2 separate regions of the Sus scrofa genome follow, and region 2 is linked to region 1. The links are chromatin contacts, called in public Hi-C maps. All regions are on one chromosome and are shown on one strand. Each heading gives the region's core, a stretch centred on a gene start, on an enhancer-like site or on the middle of the called end of the contact. The rest is flanking DNA. Distances are from core to core; before and after follow the strand shown. Region 1 holds the start of MRPS18C (28S ribosomal protein S18c, mitochondrial). Region 2 holds the start of PLAC8 (placenta-specific gene 8 protein).

The links. Hi-C and Micro-C count contacts between places; a contact is called where the count stands out from the background.
Region 2: a contact with region 1 is called in a Hi-C map of embryonic fibroblasts, with 2.1 times the contacts expected there. The contact joins the promoter of PLAC8 here to the promoter of MRPS18C in region 1. A contact is called at or near these places in 2 of 47 Hi-C or Micro-C datasets (embryonic fibroblasts and fetal skeletal muscle) and 2 of 2 datasets of contacts at active chromatin or transcription factors (alveolar macrophages and skeletal muscle).

What each region holds. Positions count from the first base shown.
Region 1 is chr8:135,025,377-135,028,113 of Sscrofa11.1, forward strand. MRPS18C (28S ribosomal protein S18c, mitochondrial) reads right to left here and starts at 1,343. Exons shown (of 7, transcript XM_003129356.5): 1 at 1,026-1,343; 2 at 568-731. The coding sequence starts at 667. It overlaps HELQ (helicase POLQ-like), which reads left to right and starts at 742. Exons shown (of 17, transcript XM_013989417.2): 1 at 742-1,275; 2 at 2,349-2,737. The coding sequence starts at 1,093.
Region 2 is chr8:135,249,437-135,252,173 of Sscrofa11.1, forward strand. It overlaps PLAC8 (placenta-specific gene 8 protein), which reads left to right and starts at 1,325. Exons shown (of 5, transcript XM_003129352.4): 1 at 1,325-1,482.

The DNA of each region.
Region 1 (2,737 bases), core at 93-2,592:
GCCTTTAGATTTGAGGCAGAGTGGACTTTGTGTGGTTTCTGGGGCATTGGGGAAAGGGCGTATGTATCCCCACCATACAATCTCTTACCTGTTCTCTTCCTGAAATTTATTTCCTCTCTCTCATGGAGTAGAGACAGATTTTAATGCAAAGGAAAAATGAAAACAGACTCCTTACAGAGAGTAGGTTTTGGCAGAGAAGCACAAAGTAGATTAAAGTGCATAAATGGTAGATTCCAGGGCCCATGTCACAATTTCGCCCTGATTTGGGACCTCGGATATCGAATTTGCTGCGGGGTTACTGTGAAGATGCTTCCTATCAAGTTCTACCCGAAGATCGTAAGCATGTCCCTGCCTCCTTTTGAGAACCCCCCCATCACTGTTGTACTGGACGTCCTCTTCAGTCTTAAAAAACTAGTGACAGGCCATGACAGATTCCCACTTACCTTGGAGAAACCTAAGGCCTAGACACCGGCGTCCATTAGCGAACGGTGTCATCTCCACCGACCCAAGCAGGGCTAAGCCAACGGCTGCAAGTCTACAAAGGAGCCTAGGATGTGGAGACTTTACCTGCATGAGTCCCGGGATCCGTAAGGCAGACAGCAGCATTCACGAAGTCTGTCGACTTTCTCCTCCCCAACCGGCTGCAAAGAGACACCACAGCCGCCATGGCCCCTTGCCCCTCCTCTTCCGTTTTCCAAAGCGCCGGACCAGCCCCTTCCGGTGTGCTTCCCCTGTGGGTCCGAGCACTCGGTTCAAAGGTTCCGCAGGCGAACGCGGAGAACCAAGAGCAGCTGAAGTTTTCGATGCGCCTGCGCAGCATCTTCCCGTTCTCCACTCCCACCCGGACTCCGCGCCGCCCGCTGGGGACGTTAACGATTGGACAAGGAGAGGGCGGGCTCTTATGCTTGTGCCTCCGCTTCCGGTTCCAGAGCCCCGATAATTGGTTGGTGGTCTTTCCCAAAGGTGGATGGAGACGCGAGCCCCGTTTCCACCTGCTGCTACCTTTCCCCTGTTGCTGCACTCACCCTTCTACTGGGGTTTGGCGGCTGGGTCACTGGAGACGACGTTCGGGGAGGGCCCTCAGCCCCTGCCATGGATGATGGCGGTTCCCGTATCCGCCGGCGGGTGTCTGTCCGCAAAAGGAACCGATTTAGCACAGAGAGCGTTTTGGCCGCCCCCACCGCAGCCGAGCTTAAGCCCGGTGATGAGAAGGAAGAGGAGGAAATGGTGGCTGGGAGCCGGCGGCGGAAAACCGTGGACGTGCAGCCAGTCGAGGTACAGCCCCATCACCCCTCAAATTCCTCTGAGTTTCTTGTTCCATTTCCCACCCTTGGGATGAGGAGACACCAGGTCTCCCAGTGCGCATGCTCAATGGAAGAGTAGGCGACCAGCTGCAGGGGGCGTGGATCTTGAAACAAAAATTGGCAGATCCATTCCCAGGTGCAAACGCCAGCTGCCCAATTATCTGCCAGCGTTCAGGTGCTCACCTCGTTTTTGTTATCGATGTTAATCTCACTTGTGAGGTATTGCACTGTTGGCCCGTTTTTTATATATACATGTAAATAAAACATAGACCTCAAGACATACAAGTTGTACGCACAGCAAGTGTGGCATGCTGAAATGCATGTGGCATGACTGAAATGCAAACCTAGCCTTTCAAGTTTATGCCACTTAACCTTTCTCCGCCCCCGTTTCTTCATTTGTAAAATGGGAATGATAGTTTCTATTTAAGAGGATGATTTACATTTTGGTCTGTGATACATATATAACCATGTAACGATGTATCTGAGAGAGCCCTTGGCTGAAATTTTTATTCTTTTTTTTTTTTTAATGGTTGCACGCACGGCATATGGAAGTTCCTGGGCCAGGGACTGAATCAAAGCCGCAGTTGTGACAATGTCAGATCCTTTAACCCAGTGGTCCTGGCTGGGGATGGAACCCATGCCTCCGCAGCACCCAGAGTGCTGCAGTCGGATTGGTAACCCATCTGCGCCATATCAGGAACTCCCGAAACCTTTTTTTTTTTTTTTTTTCTTTGTCTTTTTACTATTTCTCTGGCCGCTCCCACGGCATATGGAGGTTCAAATCAGAGCTAGAGGTCAAATCGGAGCTGTAGCCACAGGCTTATGCCAGAGCCACAGCAACGCGGGATCCGAGCCGAGTCTGCTTACCTACACCACAGCTCACGGCAATGCTGGATCCTTAACCCACTGAGCAAGGCCAGGGATCAAAACCGCAACCTCATGGTTCCTAATCGGATTCGTTAACCACTGAGCCACGATGGGAACTCCTCCGGAAACCTATTCATGAAGCTAGAATTGACCACAGATCTTTTGTTTTCTTTCCAGAATATTGACAGTGAAGAGGACATGTTTGGTGACTATGATAGTTTTGCTGAAAACTCTTTTTTAGCTCAAGTTGATGACCTGGAACAAAAATATATGCAAATTCCAGAACAAGAGGAGCATGCTACAGATCATGCCCCTGAAGATCTTTGTTCAGAAAGCATTAAACACAGCATCCTCAGCAGTAACACTGTAGGCGACTTCACTGGAGTAAAAACAGAGGAGCACACAAAGAACCAGAGTGGGCATGAAGATGTCGCTACTGAACCTGAAGCTGATCTTTTGTATGATGTACCTTCTTCACAGATGTTATTCTTTGAACATTTGCACAGCTCTTCAAATAACTTGGGCGATCCATCTCTTAAAGAGAGGGATAGGGGTTCATCCTCTCA
Region 2 (2,737 bases), core at 75-2,574, 220 kb after region 1:
AAGAGCAGTGAGCTCACCTGCCCCCCAGATCTTGTCTAAACACCATTCCGCCTCGAAGGGAACCAGGGCCCCTCGGAGAAGAGCTGATTCCCTGTAGGTACTCTTCCAACAGGTCAAAGTCATGAAAAACAAGGGAAAATTCAGGTACTTCTCCAAACCAGAGGAGGCTGAGGAGAGAAATGACCATTAAATGCGACGTGGAAGCTTCGATTGGATCCTTGAAGAAAAAATAGACAAACTATTGAAAGTCAAATAATGTCTGTACTGCAGCTAATGTTATTGCACCAAGGTTAATTTTCAGATTTGGATCATCTTACTCTGGTTATCTGAAATGTTCATTTTATTTTTTTATTTTTTATTTTCATTTTTATTTATTTATTTAGTCTTTTTAGGGCCACATCATCGGCATATGGAGGTTCCCAGGCTAGGGGTCCAATCGGAGCTGTAGCCACCGGCCCACACCAGAGCCACAGCAACGCAGGATCCGAGCCGCGTCTGCAACCTACACCACAGCTCACGGCAACGCCGGATCGTTAACCCACTGAGCAAGGGCAGGGACCGAACCCGCAACCTCCTGGTTCCTAGTCGGATTCGTTAACCACTGCGCCATGACGGGAACTCCACTCACTTTTTTTTAGAAAGAAAAAGAAATCCGCAGGCTAAGGCGATACCCGTTCAAGAACTGACATGAGGATCTCCCGTTGTGGCTCCGCAGGAACGAACCCGACGAGTATCCCTGAGGACGTGAGTTCAATCCGAGCATACACGGATTCAAGTCCCATCTCCGCCACTTCCCAGCTGCCACCTTCGAGCCACCTACCGCTGTTGTGCCTCAGTCTTCTTGCCAGTTAGCTGGTGGTCATCACCTCGGCCCCTTGGAACAGTGAGGACAACTCAATAAATTAATCCACGCGCAGCATTTAGTGCAGGGCCGCACACACAGCAGGCGTTTAATCAGTGCCAGGGAGAGTATGCAAAGGAGGCCGAAGAGACAGCAGGAGAAAGAGCCTCTGATTAGTACGGAATTCCAGACAACCTGTTTTCTCCTCTACCCCGCCAGCACGCTCCCCAATGTTAAAAAGGCAATAAATACACACTAAATCATAGGTATTGACAGTATTACAGAGAAAAAGGGAATTTTAAAAATTGGTAAAAGCTCTGCCTGGCGTGTAAAACCAATCAGATTTTCTAACGAGTCAAAAAAAATTTCCCCCTAAAAAGACACATGAGTGTACTCGGCCCGGTAGGGAAGGAATACAGAACTTTTTGGCAAGAACTACTTTCGTTTTCAAGATAAAACGAAACTATCTTGCAAACTCTTTGCCTGGATTGCACTGGCCAATAAAAACCTCTGAATCTGTCCTTTGCATTACAGGCTGCGATGAAAGTATGCTGGCTTCTCTCTCTCCAGCATCTTGCACTTCTAGTGAGAATCTCTCTCGAGCCACAAGACACAGCCTGCCCAGAACCTCTTTCTTAACTGTAAGTACACTGAAATGAAGCACTTCCTTAAAAACTGATCTTAGCCCTGAAAGAAAGTTTTCTATACAAGTATTTAATTTCCTTGTTTTTATTTCTCATCTGCTGTATTTTGAGGGTCAGCTGAAAGACCAGCACTTGTTATCTAACTGCTTAAAACTTACTGAATGCCGTCAAATTCAGCAAGTGCCAGGCAGATAGGAGTGCCACGCTCTTCAAAGGAGCGTAGGATAGTCTGGGATCCGACTGCTGCTTTCAGCAGCAAACTCACATTAGGTACCGTGTTGACTAGTTTGAGCAGCGATTTTGATCTTTACATCATACATAAACATGTGAACTTGTGCTGGTCTCATTTCTTTGGCTGTGGAAACTGTTTTGCTTTGTTTTTTCTCTGTTAGAAGCAGAAGACAGGATTTTGTAGGTTTAGCTGATGAATCATGAGAAGCCTTGAATTTTCGTATGAAAGTAAGAAAAACAAACGAGCACGCTTCAAAATTAAATCCTGGTGCTTTATTTATGTGTATGAAGAAAGTCACCCTTCCCGTCTCACCTTTGTTTGCTTTTGAGATGAGAAGTGATGGAATGGAAATGCTTCGATCAAAGCAAAAAAGTTAAAATTTAATGTTGAAAATCACTAGAAAGAAGAGGAAAATCTAAGTATATATTTCATACCTGGATTGATTAATACTAATAATATCGGTTAATATTAATACAATCAATGTAGTACACTAATGCTATTTGTTAACAAGATAATGGGCTATCTTTCTTTTTTTTCTTTTTTTTTTTAGGGCTGCACCCGCAGCATATGGAGGTTCCCAGGCTAGGGGTCAAATCTTAGCTACAGCTGCCAGCCTATACCACAGCCACAGCCACATCAGATCTGAGCCGTGTCCACAGCCTACACCCCAGCTCACGGCAAGGCCAGATCCCTAACCCACTGAGCGAGGCCAGGGATCGAACCTGCAACCTCATGGTTCCTAGTCGGATTCGTTTCCACTGCGCCATGATGGGAACTCCTGGGCTGTCCTTCTTAAGAGTGAGGGGCCAGGGGGGTACGGTTAGCTGCAACTGAGACTGATGGGTGAAATGCGGATGTTTAAAATGGGAGCCAGATTGGCAAGGGTTCCGGGCGTGAGGTTATTCCGGGAAGGCGGTCTTCTAGAGAAGGGCGTCCCCGTCTCTCTTCAAAGCTCATCCACCCAAATCCCTGTTTCCATTCCTCCTGCCTCCGTTTCCCTGGGTGGCTCCGCCAACCATT